Linked DNA regions of Mus musculus: regions 2, 3, 4 and 5 are each linked to region 1. Evidence: chromatin contacts called from public HiCAR-type, HiChIP or PLAC-seq and promoter capture Hi-C data. All regions are on one chromosome and are shown on one strand. Each heading gives the region's core, a stretch centred on a gene start, on an enhancer-like site or on the middle of the called end of the contact. The rest is flanking DNA. Distances are from core to core; before and after follow the strand shown. Region 1 holds the start of Rnf31 (ring finger protein 31). Region 2 holds the start of 1700123O20Rik (RIKEN cDNA 1700123O20 gene). Region 3 holds the start of Slc7a8 (solute carrier family 7 (cationic amino acid transporter, y+ system), member 8). Region 4 holds the start of Ppp1r3e (protein phosphatase 1, regulatory subunit 3E). Region 5 has its middle 37 kb from the start of Zfhx2.

Region 1 (2,559 bases), core at 30-2,529:
CTGGGTTACATCGACTGAATTCAGAGACTTACCTCCTGGAAAAGATTTTGTCTGAAGACATCCACCTGCACAGACAGAAGTAGCCGGATGCTGGTTAGGGTTTAGTTTGTATAGAATAAGGGCCCACTCCCAACCTAGGTGCCTTCCAACTCTAGCCCAAACCTGTCCCACAAAGCTAGTTTCCCCCTGGAGGAGCCTGCTCAGTGCACAGATTGGCTCGAGGACACGGCACTGGCAATCCCTGAGCAGAAGTGAAAGAAAGCCCTAAAGAAAGAGAGGCCGGTGGAGTTCGCTCGCAAGGCCCCATTGGTGCCCAGGAGCACCGAGCTTTATCTCCGTTAGGACTTCTCACTCCTTCCTGGCTTCGGTTCCCATTTACCTGTTTTCGGGCTTCTCCACTCAAGCGGACCCCACAAGGCTTGGCCATGCTTCCCCCCACTTGGCAGCTCTCGAGCCTGGGCTAGCAGCCCCAGCTTTCGCTTTCACTCTCCAGGCCCAGACCCACCCCCCTCAGCCACGCCCCCTCCCTTTTTTCTCCTCCTCCTGGCCGGCCACCAACCGTGAGTAGTACCCCCTCAGCCATTCCCAGCTAGTTGCCACTAGGAAGGGCGGTGTTGGCTTCATCATCAGGGGCTGTCCAAGGGAGGAGCTAGGAAAGCGTGGGACGGCGGAGACTCAAATAGAGGCGGCCTCTCGAGAAGGGCGGAGCTTATAGTATGGACCGTCCAGGGGAAGTACTGGACTGAGAGAGGGTGGGACAATAGGAAAGGGGGTACCCAGAGGTGGGGTTCCATGACGCTAGACTGAGGAGGGGACCAAGTAGGATCCGAGAGAGTAGGAAGGATAAGAAGGAGGAAAGCCTGGCAAGATGGAAGGGAGCAGGACGAGCGGGACTGCCTTCCCTTCAGGACAGACTAGAGAAGGGAGGAGCCCGCCTGAGCCGGGCTAAGGGCAGCCAGAGCCGGTCCCCGATAAGGTGGGACTTCCCCGCCGGGGAATGGAACAGAACCAACACTATGGAAATAAAGATAGCAAAGCTCTGGGCAAAATTAACCCCTCGCATGGGAGGTGGGTCCCTCCGGAAGGGGCGGGATAGTTTAAGGGAAGGCGAAGAAGAGAGCCTGATTCGGAAGGAAAAGGTTCCGTAGCATTATGGGAGGAGCCCGGGCCGCGGCTTCTTCATTGGCGGCGACCTGGCCACCCTTCCTGATCTCAGCTTTACCGTCACTCCGAACCCTCCTTTTCCTCTAAAGTGGCCCACAGTCCCGCCCTCTCTGCCAGGACTTCCTGTTCCCGGTAACCCTGGCCGTGGATGGGGCTGAGCGGGGCGGTGGCTTAAGTGACCCGGGCTGCTGTGGCGCCGCGCGCACCTGCGCCAGCCCCTGGAGGGCAGAGAAGCTGAGCCTGTCTCCAGTCTCAGGATGCCGGGAGACGAGGAGCGAGGCTTCCTGGCGGCCCGCGAGGAGCTGGCGAGCGCCCTGAGGTGGGATTCTGCGCAGGTTTTTCCCCTGGAGCAGCTCATGCCGCTTCTGGCCACCTCTCTGCCACCAGCCGCCCGCTACCTGCAGCTGGACGCCGGACGCTTGGTCCGCTGCAACGCTCATGGGGAGGTGAGGTCAAGCCCGCCCGGCGCTCCATGGAAGGGGACCTAGGCTCAGAGGCCAGGTGGGCTAGGCTCACGACTCTGCTTTTCTGAATGCTCCCAGCCTCGAAACTACCTCAACACCCTATCCACGGCCCTGAACATCCTGGAAAAATATGGTCGCAACCTCCTCAGCCCGCAGCGGCCCCGGTATTGGCGCTCAGTGAAGTTTAATAACCCCGTCTTTCGCAGCACGGTGGATGCTGTGCAGGTGAAACTCTTGGACCTTATCGGAGAAGGGGACTAGACCTGTGCTTAGGGTTGACCAGAAAGGCTTGAGGGTGTGCTGAGTGGGGGACCAGCTCTATTGCCTAGGAGGTCTGTTAGATGGTGACCGGGTCCTGAATGTGTGCCAGGGTGGCCGGGATGTACTACGGTTGTATGGCTATACTGAGGAGCGCCCAGATGGATTGAGTTTCCCCGAAGGGCAGGAGGAACCAGATGAATACCAGGTTGCTGTTGTCACACTAGAAGTACTGCTGCTTCGCACCGAGCTCAGTTTGCTGTTGCAGGTGAGATGACCTTCTGATTCTAAGGATTTTAAGTACTTGACTGGGAGCCCCAAGGCACGTTGAGACACCCCCACCCCCGTGCAGGGAAATTCTGTTGCTGCAGCAGCCAGCCTGGAAGCTTCTGTTACACTTTCTCCCTCTGGAATGTTAGGAGATCAGGGCTTACAGGGAGAACGTTGTTCAAGGTGGGAATTCTTTTCATCATCTTGTTTGCAGAATACTCATCCCAGACAGAATGCACTGGACCAGCTGCTAAGAGAGAGCGTTGAAGATGGTGTAAGGAAGGCAGGAAGGGTGTTGTTCATGGAACACGGGGGGGGGGGGGGGGGGCTGAGTTTATGGGATTCTGTGCCCCCAGCACTTTGCCCACGCTCCGCTTGCTTTCTCAGATGCTGCAGCTTTCAG
Region 2 (2,559 bases), core at 34-2,533, 910 kb before region 1:
TGCAATAAAAATAGTTTAAGAAAATACTGCTTCTGATGACAAGGAAAACAACACCATGTCTTCCCATTTACTTACTATAGTCTCCAAATAGCCCATTCTATCTAAACAAACCTTTTCTCTTACCTGTGAATTTGGCTGGAATGCAGCATGGGGTGTTGAGTGTTTTTGTAAATTTTCTAGCATTAGAGCCTGGTATAAAGAAGAGCAAAAATCAGAAACCGGGAGGGGGAACAAAAACGCAATCCAGGTCTCTACCTCTCCCACAGCCTTCTCATTCAATTACTTAAATATACATTTATACTATATTCCTTTCACCGAGACTAAAAGCCCTTTATTAATACTGTTCTCATTCATCTTCATAAGTCTCTTAAAGGTAGCCATGGTTACTGCTCCCAAATGTAAAACACAGGCACACAAAGAATCAGTGACCTGGCTATGTCACAAAAATCAGCAAAAATGACAGAATCGGAACTAGAATCTCTATTATTGTCTGCAATTTTGACTAGGAGCCACTTCTAAATCCGGTAATACAGGCAAAAAAAAAATTCCAAGTACTCAGAACAAGTTTCAAATCACATAAAACCAACAAGAGGCTAATTTGGATTTGACTATTATTTGATTAGTTTTTCAGAACTACAACTACTTAACTGAACTTGCACAACTTCCAGCAGTGTAACACCCGGACAAATAAAATGTATTAAAAATTTCACAGGGAAACTAACCACAGACCTTGTAACCAGTGGTCTGACCTAATCCACACCCACCCACAAACTGTCAGCTTCGGGATAAGCAACGGTCTGTCAACTCAAACCCTGAACTGACCCAGAGTCCCCATCAGTATTACGAGTCACGTATGCTAATGAACTCTAATAACACTAGTTCAGCTCACCTTCTTTCCCTCCATTTACACCAAAGCGATACACAGTATGTGTACCTCCCGACAAGCTCACCCTCACTACTCAAACCGACACAAAATCCCCAGCCTAAAGTAATCTGTCTCACCTCTCGTACCAATAGCCACCAAATACTTATCCAGACTGCTGCTCGATTCCCTATAAATTAGACAGCCGTCTCTGACCAAGTCTTTCTATCAAGGTTTCCTTTCACTTAATCTAGTCGAGCGGACATTTTTTACCCTATCACAAATGTCCTATTGCAGACATAGACAGCAACCCCATCCGCCCAACTGTATCCCTAACTCGGACCCAGCCCTGCTCGCCCCCTTAAGGCCAGCCACACCGGTGGTTGTAGAGGGATTTAACTCCTTCTGCAGCGCATGCGCCGACAACACAGACACAAACAAGGAGGGGGTGGGGGAAGAAGGAAGGAGCTTAAGACACTCCGGGAGAGTAGCGCGCACCCTCCCATTTTGGGCTCGCGCCGCTGCCGTTAAGGCGGGAACCGGCGTTATCTCTATCCCAGCGCCAGCCACACCAACCACCGTGCGCGTGGATCTGCAGGCTCGCGCTGGCGGCCTGAGAGAGCTCGCGCCGAGCCCGGACACTGCGCCTGCGCCGCGGCGGAGACTCGTCTCTACCGGGTCCGCTCCCCTCCGACACCTCGGCAACGCTGACTTCTCACCCCTTTGAGCCGCTTGACCAGGGCACTCTTCTGCCCGCTCTTGGCTAGGCCTCGCTGCTCCAGTGCGGCCTTCAGGTCGGTCACCCGCAGAGCCTGAAGAGGCTTCCCGTCCAGAGTCACCTCCTCCAGCTCCGCCATCTTGCGTGAGGTACTCGGGTCCGTCCCGACGGCTTCGGGCATCTTCGGTAATTTCCGCCAACGCCCTTCGAACGGACCGGATTGGCCCCGCCCACTGCCATAGTCTACCCCTCTATTACCGCTCAGAATTCCCCGGGTTTCTCCGGAGCTGTTCGGTCGTTTCCGTCCCCACATCGGTACCAATCGGCTTTTTCCATCTACCTAGCGGCTGGCCCCTCCCATCTGGCTTTCAGGCTCGTTTGTTTTCGGCTTGCCGGGGCTTTGAATCGAATCTCTTCGGAAGCCCTCGAATCTGGCATACCCATAATCGGAGATATTCGGCTATCTCCGGACCTGGGGGCCGGGGCGCTGGGGCACTTGGGTATTTGGGGCTGGTTCCGGACCGGAAGTGCGTGGGTTACTGGGGGCTGGCTCTGCTTCGGGTTTTCAGGAAACATGGAAGAGGCTCGGAGAGTTGGAGCAGGAGCTGAAGGACTCTTGTGATCTCTGGGCGTCTTCCAAGGGGAAAAGGAAGGTAAGAGGAAAAGAAGTCTCTCCTAGGCCAGATGAGACTTGGTGTCTGCAGGTTTTTGGGGACCCCTCCTGCTTCCATCTTCTATATCCCGGCCATTCTGTGTAAGAAATACTTTGTCCTGTGGGGCTAAGGAATGAGAGACCTGCGGCTTCCTACGTGGGAAAAAGAAAAATCAGGTCTTTTGAGTTTATTAATGACAATAACCATGGAAGCCATGTAGCAAGACCCTGGGTTAAAAATTACCTTTCTCTGAAAAAGAGAAGTTTTAGGAGAAACTTCTCCCTGTAGAGCCACTTTGAAACTGGCAGTCACCCTGAACCGGGACT
Region 3 (2,559 bases), core at 28-2,527, 810 kb before region 1:
TGAGACAGCTCGGCTGTCACATCTGTTTCACAAGTGCTTCATAGGATGGGCCAGCCTATGAAGAACCATGATTATAAAGCATTTTTATTACTGTTTTTTTACTATTCGAGGCATTACACACCACAGTGCTTCATAACATAAGACAACATAATACTAAATATGCTTCAAACACAGATTCACAGCCTGCAGAGGGTGGCTGCACAGAAGCTAGTTAAAAATCCATGTGTCAGCCCGAATTAGGCTCTCCTGGATCAGAACTGCCTAGTGACAAGCCGGAAAGAATTTGTTACACTTCTAATAAATTCCCAGGCAATACTTGGGACGCAGAGCCTGTATGGTTCCTGACTCTTGTTTGTTCTATTCTAAGGAGAGAACAGCTCAGCCTGGCTTGGCTGAAGCGATGTATGACAGACATCACTTCCATAGCTCCGACTTGACCGGTGCAGTTGGACAACACAAGTCACAGACAAAGCAAAGCTGCCTTTGAGGCTTTGGCGGGGTTAAAGTCCCTCGAAGGACCCCCGGAGAGAGGGTGGGATGGCGCCGGGGGCCGCAAAGGACCTGGACTCACCTACAATGATACCACAGGCGCTGACCAATCCGATCTCTTTCTTCAGGGCTACTCCGCCCCCTCCCGAGCTAGCCTCGGCCTCAGGGCTGGTGTCAGAACCCGGGTGGTTCTTCGCGGTGTTGTTTCGCTGGCGGGCTCCCTTTTCCATCTTTCTCCGTAGGGTTCCGACCACCCAAAGCGAAAAAGAGCAGTCTTTTTCTAAACGCTCGTGCGTGTAAACGTATAGATATGTGGAAAAACAGAGTTTCCAATTAGAACGCCCTTTTCCGAAAACAGAGTGCGCTCCTACCCTCTAAAAGTGACAGCAAATGAGAGTCACACGTGTCACTGCCTAACAAACAAGGGCCGTGTTTTTAAATGGAAGGCAAAGAATATATATATATATAAATACAAAAATAGAACTGTACCAGCGACTCCAGCTGGAATTCTCCGGAAAGCGTTTATCTTCAGAAGCCCAGGATCGCTCTGCTCGGTGTACCGGGCGGCGGCTTGCTCTGGTCAGGATTTCCCTGCAGCCCTCCTAATGAAACAGATCGCCTCCACCTTCCCTTAAGTCTCTTCTACGATGAGGGTAAAAGTAGTTCTTCTTAGCTGAGGGAGCGGAGGAGGAGCCGTGCTCAGGTACTTTCTTGCTCGCCGGCTCTGGATCAGGTTTCCACCTGCTGCGGTCGCCCCTTCCTTCTCGCCCTTGTCGGCTCCGAGCTCCGTGCTCACTCCGCAGATCGCTCCATCTGTGAGGGCAGGGTGGCTGCTGCGCTCGCGAATGTGCTTCCCTTTCGGCTGCGGCGTTTATTTGCGGACCGAGGCTCCGCCCCCCACCTCCTCCATCCTTAAGCCGCATCTCCTCCCTCTTCTTCTATTTAATTATTAGTACCCCCTACCCCCAAAGATCACGGAGGAAGGGGCTTAAAACATTTTCTTTTCTTTTCATAGTGGGAGCAAGGGAAGGGTGGGCCGCAGGGGGAAGTCACTAGCCAAGGCTTCATCTCAGGTCGCACAGCATTTGTGAACTCTATAAGGGCACACGGTTCTGCGGGCTTCTAATGCCTTCAGAAACACACTGGCCAGTGTACTAAGATGTTTAGGTGTGGATCATTTGAGGACAAGGTCGAGAAAGCTGCAGAGATATTGCCATCAAGCTGTTTCATGAAATAGGGGGTGGTTTTGGTGTGTGTGGGGGGGGGCAATGTGGAAGAACTTTAAGCTGAAGAGTTTCTTTTAGGGACTGTCATGAAAGCTAAATAAAATTATGAAGAATATGGGGTAGTTGCAACGTTTTTCCGAAGCAGGATAAGGAGGATTCTGGCCTGCCCCATGACCCCTAATATTTTATCACAAATTATTTGAACTTCAGACAGGAGGTCGTGAGCCCCTCACCGATCATGAAACAGACGTGTTGATGCTAAGAATGGTAATGGTTAAGAATATTAACATTGCACCCCCATTTCCTTGAAGAATGTAATTCAAAACAGTTGCTCCACCTCAAGAACTGTGTCTATTTCTAACTGTAAAGTGCTTTGAAGAAAACAACAACAACAAAACAACCATGAAACAATATTATAGACCATGCTGAAAAACTAAAGTTTTTTTTTACATAGTCTATACAAAATGATTTGATTTTAAAATGAGTCTAAAAAATAAAATTCCAAAGGGCCTGGTGGCACACACATCTTTAATCCGAGCACTTGGGATGCAGAGGCAGGCAGATCTCCTTGAGTTTAAGGCTAGCCAGAGGTCCAAAGTGAAATTCTGTCTCAATAAGACAAACTAAATTCCCCAATCTGACCACTAATTACGCAAATTTGGCTTCACTCATTTTTTTAAGAAAAACACTAAAAAACTTGGACTTTTCAAGAAAATAAAAAAGTTAAGCCCTTTAGGAATGGGGTTGGCTAAGCTATCTAGAACGGCTCTTCCGGATAGGGTAAAGTCCAGACAATGAACGGTCTCCCTTCCCGCCTGCCCCTTGCTCACCCTACTCAGCAAGT
Region 4 (2,559 bases), core at 41-2,540, 710 kb before region 1:
TGACTCTGAGACCGCTCTCCACCCATCTGCCAATTGTGACTCCCTGGTTCCTGGCGCCACAGCCTCTCCCCCTACGCCTGGATGCCTCCGTTTTTTTTCCCTGCTGTGGCCTGTAGGAGCCTTGTCTCAAATAAAATGGATCCAGCCCTGGGGCTCCGCGGCTCCGGCACCGGCAGGATGCTCGGGCCCAAGGAGCGCGTAGTCTCGGCCGCCGTTGTTATCCCAGAACTCTCGGCCGGTAACCCGGTAGCGAAGGGCGAAGAGCAGCGTTCCGCCGACCGGAGGTGCGGGCAGGCGGAAGGCGAAGCGGTCAGCCCGCGGCGGGGACGGAGCTGGACCCGCGTAGGAGGCGGGCGATTCCCGCAGGCTGCGCCAGCCGTCCGCGCTCCAGCGCACGCTCACGCGCTTCTCGTAGGCCAGGTCCAGCACGCGCGCGCTCCCGGCCACGCCCAGAGGGCCCGCGTCTGCGCGCTCCAGGCAGATGCGCTGCGCCTGCAGCCGGGCGGCGAAGCCGGGCTCCAGGGCTGGCTCCAGGGCGACGCGCGCCTCCTGAGGAGAGAGGGCGGGGAGGCAGGTCAGGGCGGGGACTCCCGAGAGGGAAGGCTGAGGCCCGGGGCCGGGGCACGACGGGACGCCTACCTGGAGGCCGCGGGCTCGCGGCGGGCACGGCGCGAAGTGGCGCAGGGCGTCCCTCTGCAGTTGCACCTGCACGTGGCGGGGCACCCGGGGCGGTTCCCCAGGGCGGAAGCGCCGGACCACGGCCAGCTCCAGCCCCAGCGCGTCGGCGAAACGCACTCTCTTGCGAGTGTCAGGGCTGCGGCTGCGGGCTGTCCGCGCCCCGCCACCACCCGCGGGCGCAGAGCGGGCCCTGCGCCCCCGACCCGGAACGTGAGCCCGCGAGCGGGCGCCTGGCCGGGTCCCGCCCTCCCCGGGCTCCTCCTCCGACTCCTCCTCGAGGCTGGGCCGCTGGCTGCGGTAGTACGCCCGCTCGGTCAATGCCGCTATAAAGCTCAGGTTGCGGGGTATATCCGTGCGCGGTGGCCGCTCGTGGGACATGTCACCCCTGAGCCCCAGCGGGGCTAGCGCACAGTGCCCGGCGCGTCCTCGCTCTGCTGCCGGCTCTATGCCCGAGCATAAGGTGTAGGTAGGGCTGCTCAGCAGCAGCTGGCTGCGGACTCTCCTTGCTGTCAGCCCGCGTACCCTGCCTGCTCGGTTTCCTTGACCATCTTTCCCTTCCTTTGGCGGCCAGCCCCGGTGTCAGACTATCCGTCCTGCTCGCTTCCAGCTCTCTGCTCTGAGCGTGCGCTCAGCGGCGCCGCTCACCCTTCAGTTCTGCGGGCCTCGCTGACCCGGCCCCCGCCCACAGCCCTCTGACAGGTGGCTGGTATCCATCTTCACTGCTGCACCAGGGGGCGTGACTGCTTCCATCTGGGGTCCCAGATGAGTTACTCCTATATAAGAAGGGTTAAAGCAGGAAGAAAAGAGTAACCTTTCCTTTTTCTTTTTTTTCTTTTGGCACGGGAAAATTAAAAATGCTGAGGGTTTAATTCTCCTTAGGGCTCAGTGTTTTCTTAAAGCCAGGCTACAGGTTTGAAGCCCGATGGCACTGGGTGTAGTGACTGAAAGGGCGTGAATCCTAGATAAGAGTCTTTAGTGGAAGACTCAAAAGGATGCGCGGTGGCATTGGCTCACTGGCTACTGAGAAAAGTAATGAGAACACTTAGCTTCCAGTCCTATGTCCCCCGCTGATTAGCTGTGTGACCTTGAGAAAGGAATAACTTCTCTGGACCTTGATTTTTCTCAATCATTAAAACAAACAAAAATAATTCTGATCTCTTATCTGTAAGTCTTTTCAAGCGTGAAGACTGTTTCTGATTCATGACCGTTTTTATACATGGTAGGTCTTCCAGTTATTGAGAGTTGCCCTTCTTCCAAGAAGGACACAGGACAGGCTATTTTCCATTTTATTTTTGAAAAATACACTAGTGACAATGGTATGTCAAATATTTTATAACTTCTCTTCTGATTTTTTTTTCACAAAGATTTGTTTCATTTTCAGTTATCTGCATGGTGTTAGGGGGTTATGTATGCAGGAATGCAGGTACCCACAGAGGCCAAAAGGGGACATCAGATAGCCTGGGACTGGCATTACAGGTAGGTGTGAGCTGGTATAAGTGAGTGCTGAAATTACACTAGGGCCTCTAGAAGAGTGTTATGTGCTCTTAACTGCCGAGCCATGCTCCTGCTTTCTATGGGGTTTTATAATACAGAACACTAGGCATTATTATAGTGTTTACAATTGTTACAAATATTACAGAAACAACAACAACAACAAGGCCGGGCTTGGTGGCACACACCTTTAATCCCAGCACTCAGGAGGCAGGCAGATTTCTGAGTTTGAGGCCAGCCTGGTCTACAAAGTGAGTTCCAGGACAGCCAGGGCTACACAGAGAAACCCTGTCTCACCCCCCCCTAAACTAAAACAACAACAACAATAACTCAAAAAAACAAAAACAAACAAATAAACACCCAAATATTACAGAGGAGAAAATTGAGAGG
Region 5 (2,559 bases), core at 25-2,524, 540 kb before region 1:
GCATGTACATGTACGCATACGCATGTGTTGTATGTGAGCCTCCTGGGCATGGGTGGGGGTTGGCATTGTGGTTGCCACTGTAGCATCCAACTAGAAGGACAGAAGGATGGAGTGGAATAAAGAGGGAGAAGCGCGGGGCCTCGGAGGGGAGAAGAGGGTGCACGAGTTGCTTCATGCTGTATGGTTGCAGGCATTGGCACTGCAGCTGCCACCCTTGTGCCCATGGAGATGGGAGGGGACAAGTGGAGGGGGCAGCGACAGGAGTCCTTGTGCTCTGGGGGGAAGATGCGGCACACAAGAGCTGTTGGCATCACAACTGTAGGCTTGTGCCAGGTCTGGGGTTACAGGAACTAAGGGGACGAGGAGGTAGAGAGGAAGGAAGGACTGGCTGCTGATGCCGCTGCCCCCCTAGGGCTCTGAGAAGTGTGTGGAGAAGGAAGGAGTTACCTCTGCTCCTGTCTGAGAGTGGAGAGAGTAGATGGGGAAGTGCCAGGAAAAACTGGAAGGGGTAGGAGGAGGGACTGTGCCACTACTACCCAGGGAGGACTCGTCTGGGCTGGCCGTGGGGCCTTTTTGTGAGAGAACACTGAAGAAGACAACAGGGAAAGTGGTGCTGCCCATGGAGCCTGGCATGGCTGTGGTGTTGTGTGGATTGGGAAGGGTGACAGTGACCCTCTCAATGTGGTTGGGAAGGCTGTCCTGCCAGGAGTTAGATAGTGAAGATGAAGGGTGTTTCATTTGGGAGAATAGACTGTTTTTTTTTTTTTTTTTCCCTGCCAGGTCCTCCTTCTCATCACTTCTTAGGCATGGAGAGATGAAGGACAGATGGAGTACCGCACAAGGATACAATGGAGGAAGCAGGCCATGACTAAGACCCCAAGGATGAAGAATGGAGAGCCCTGACCGTCCTCCTGGCCTCCAGTCATTTCCCCACTGAAGATGGCCGTACCCTCTAGCCTGGTCTGTATGTCCCCAGCATTGCAGGTGTTGGGGGAGGGAAGGGGCTGCGTGTGAAGCTGAGCTGTGAAACGGGAAGGGTCCCCTTTTGTGGATCCTGTTTGTACTGTCCACTCTTACAAGTGTGGCTGATTTTTTTCTCCCTGGTGCCTCCCTCTCCTCCCCCGCCTTTCTTTTGCCTCCCCCCTTTCATCATCACCATCTGGGTCCTTCTGCTTGGCACCCAACCAAGTAGATGCCGCCACACTTGGCAGTGTTGTGCTGGCATGTGACCAGTGACTCAGATTCTGGCACTGCGGCAAACCCAAAGCCTCGAAAGTTGCTCATGATACCGCTTGGCGGCAATGAGGGAGAGGGGTCATGGGCACATGCGCTGGGTGGAGCTCCGTGTTGTAAAGTGGCACATGACGCTGCCCTTCACAGAGGGAATAAAGCCAGTATTCACTAGAACATCTCCCCTCTGCTCTTCTCCAAACTGGACCCTCAACTCCTCCCTTGACTAATTCCAATAAGGGGGTTGAGTGGGCACCACACTGTTTGAGCAGCCATGCAAAAGCCATCTAGAGTAAGGAGGGATAAGGACGCCATTCACAGCCACAGTGGGCGTGTACTTCTCTCTGCAGTTAGGGCAGAAAGACACCAGAGTGTGAAAAAGGCCTGGGGAAAGGCTTGGCAGCTATGCTGCCCCTTGGGCTTCACTGGTAGGGAGTGGGCTAGGCCTTACATATGTATTTCCTGCTCTCTCATGGTTGAGATGAATTGGTTCCTTGTCCTTTTGTTTAAAACGGTCCTAGAAGGATAAGAGGCACTCTAGAAGTGGAGAGAGGTGTGGTGGTGGTGGTGGCGGGAAGACAAAGGCATCTGGGACTTATACAAAGACGCTAAGAGTTTATGTTTAGAGATTTCTCAATGGCACACCAAATAGGACTGGATTAATTTCTGTCTTTGAAATCTACTCTTGGAAGGGAGGACCATGGCCCAACAATGGCAGTGGGAGAGAAGATGACTCTGTGGAGGACACTCTCCGTTATCTGTGATGACATACACCAGCCCCCGAACAATTTAACCTCAAGCTGCCCTCTGCAAGACTTCGGTAGCACTGGACTTCCCTCATTCCTGGTAGGCAGAGGTTGTTAGCCATCAGCCTGGAAGATCTGAAGGAAAATTTGGCTTTGGGTAAAGTCAAAGGGGATGGCTCTCAGAGATAAGGCCAGTTCATGAGAAGTAAGCAGGGCTTTGCTACCTGTGCAGGGCAGAGCTGCCCTGGGCTGGGGGGAGTTCTGATGTCAACATCTCTGGAGGCAGATGACAACTTCAGAAGAGGCAAAATTTCCCCAGGAGAAAAGAAAACAGGAGGTCTTCAGTCAACATGGTAAGTGGATAGTGTTTAAGAACTGTTTTCTGTTAGATAAAAGCCACTATAAACACATGATACCATCAGATTCTAGTAGGTTGGAAGCTTAAAAGTGTGTCAAGGTCATGAAGATGCTACATCTGAGGAGGAAAGAAACCCAAAACATTTGGTTTGGGTATAGCTTAGTGGCAGAGCACTTGCCTAGCATGTGTGAAGTCTTGGGTTCAAACCTCAGCTCTAAAGAGACA

Evidence for each region. Promoter capture Hi-C pulls out the DNA fragments that hold promoters and counts their contacts. HiCAR-type assays count read pairs that join an accessible place to other places. HiChIP or PLAC-seq counts read pairs in DNA pulled down with a chosen protein or histone mark. Capture Hi-C pulls out chosen DNA fragments and counts their contacts.
Region 2: a contact with region 1 is called in a promoter capture Hi-C map of neural stem cells. The contact joins the promoter of 1700123O20Rik here to the promoter of Rnf31 in region 1. A contact is called at or near these places in 2 of 39 promoter capture datasets (cranial neural crest and neural stem cells), 1 of 484 Hi-C or Micro-C datasets (regulatory T cells), 4 of 115 datasets of contacts at active chromatin or transcription factors (astrocytes, bone marrow-derived macrophages, memory CD8 T cells and 1 more) and 1 of 9 other capture datasets (liver).
Region 3: a contact with region 1 is called in a promoter capture Hi-C map of adipose tissue, with 3 times the contacts expected there. The contact joins the promoter of Slc7a8 here to the promoter of Rnf31 in region 1. A contact is called at or near these places in 1 of 115 datasets of contacts at active chromatin or transcription factors (bone marrow-derived macrophages) and 1 of 9 other capture datasets (adipose tissue).
Region 4: a contact with region 1 is called in an H3K4me3 HiChIP or PLAC-seq map of bone marrow-derived macrophages, with 4 times the contacts expected there. The contact joins the promoter of Ppp1r3e here to the promoter of Rnf31 in region 1. A contact is called at or near these places in 9 of 39 promoter capture datasets (the 3T3-L1 cell line, the HPC-7 cell line, cranial neural crest and 5 more), 7 of 115 datasets of contacts at active chromatin or transcription factors (astrocytes, bone marrow-derived dendritic cells, bone marrow-derived macrophages and 4 more) and 1 of 9 other capture datasets (adipose tissue).
Region 5: a contact with region 1 is called in a HiCAR-type map of astrocytes, with 2.8 times the contacts expected there. The contact joins the enhancer-like site here to the promoter of Rnf31 in region 1. A contact is called at or near these places in 5 of 39 promoter capture datasets (cranial neural crest, embryonic stem cells, hippocampal neurons and 2 more), 2 of 115 datasets of contacts at active chromatin or transcription factors (astrocytes and bone marrow-derived macrophages) and 1 of 9 other capture datasets (embryonic stem cells).

What each region holds. Positions count from the first base shown.
Region 1 is chr14:55,590,463-55,593,021 of GRCm38.p6, forward strand. It overlaps Rnf31 (ring finger protein 31), which reads left to right and starts at 1,280. Exons shown (of 21, transcript NM_194346.3): 1 at 1,280-1,610; 2 at 1,707-1,853; 3 at 1,999-2,154; 4 at 2,371-2,430; 5 at 2,544-2,559. The coding sequence starts at 1,422. Psme2 (proteasome (prosome, macropain) activator subunit 2 (PA28 beta)) reads right to left here and starts at 559. Exons shown (of 11, transcript NM_011190.3): 1 at 380-559; 2 at 33-65. The coding sequence starts at 427.
Region 2 is chr14:54,684,888-54,687,446 of GRCm38.p6, forward strand. 1700123O20Rik (RIKEN cDNA 1700123O20 gene) reads left to right here and starts at 1,284. Exons shown (of 2, transcript NM_021437.2): 1 at 1,284-2,233. It overlaps Acin1 (apoptotic chromatin condensation inducer 1), which reads right to left and starts at 2,044. Exons shown (of 19, transcript NM_023190.3): 1 at 1,582-2,044; 2 at 124-189. The coding sequence starts at 1,893.
Region 3 is chr14:54,780,609-54,783,167 of GRCm38.p6, forward strand. It overlaps Slc7a8 (solute carrier family 7 (cationic amino acid transporter, y+ system), member 8), which reads right to left and starts at 1,278. Exons shown (of 11, transcript NM_016972.2): 1 at 572-1,278. The coding sequence starts at 719.
Region 4 is chr14:54,876,248-54,878,806 of GRCm38.p6, forward strand. Ppp1r3e (protein phosphatase 1, regulatory subunit 3E) reads right to left here and starts at 1,291. Exons shown (of 2, transcript NM_001167908.1): 1 at 640-1,291; 2 at 1-549. The coding sequence starts at 1,056. The coding sequence ends at 127.
Region 5 is chr14:55,054,102-55,056,660 of GRCm38.p6, forward strand. No RefSeq gene overlaps it. Among named protein-coding and RNA genes, the nearest start is that of Zfhx2, 37 kb to the right of the region's middle. Within about 2 kb of position 1,275, at least 101 of the 459 cell types and tissues checked have an H3K27ac peak or open chromatin away from gene starts, as enhancers often do. A contact at or near this core is called in astrocytes, bone marrow-derived macrophages and hippocampal neurons, where this site is marked.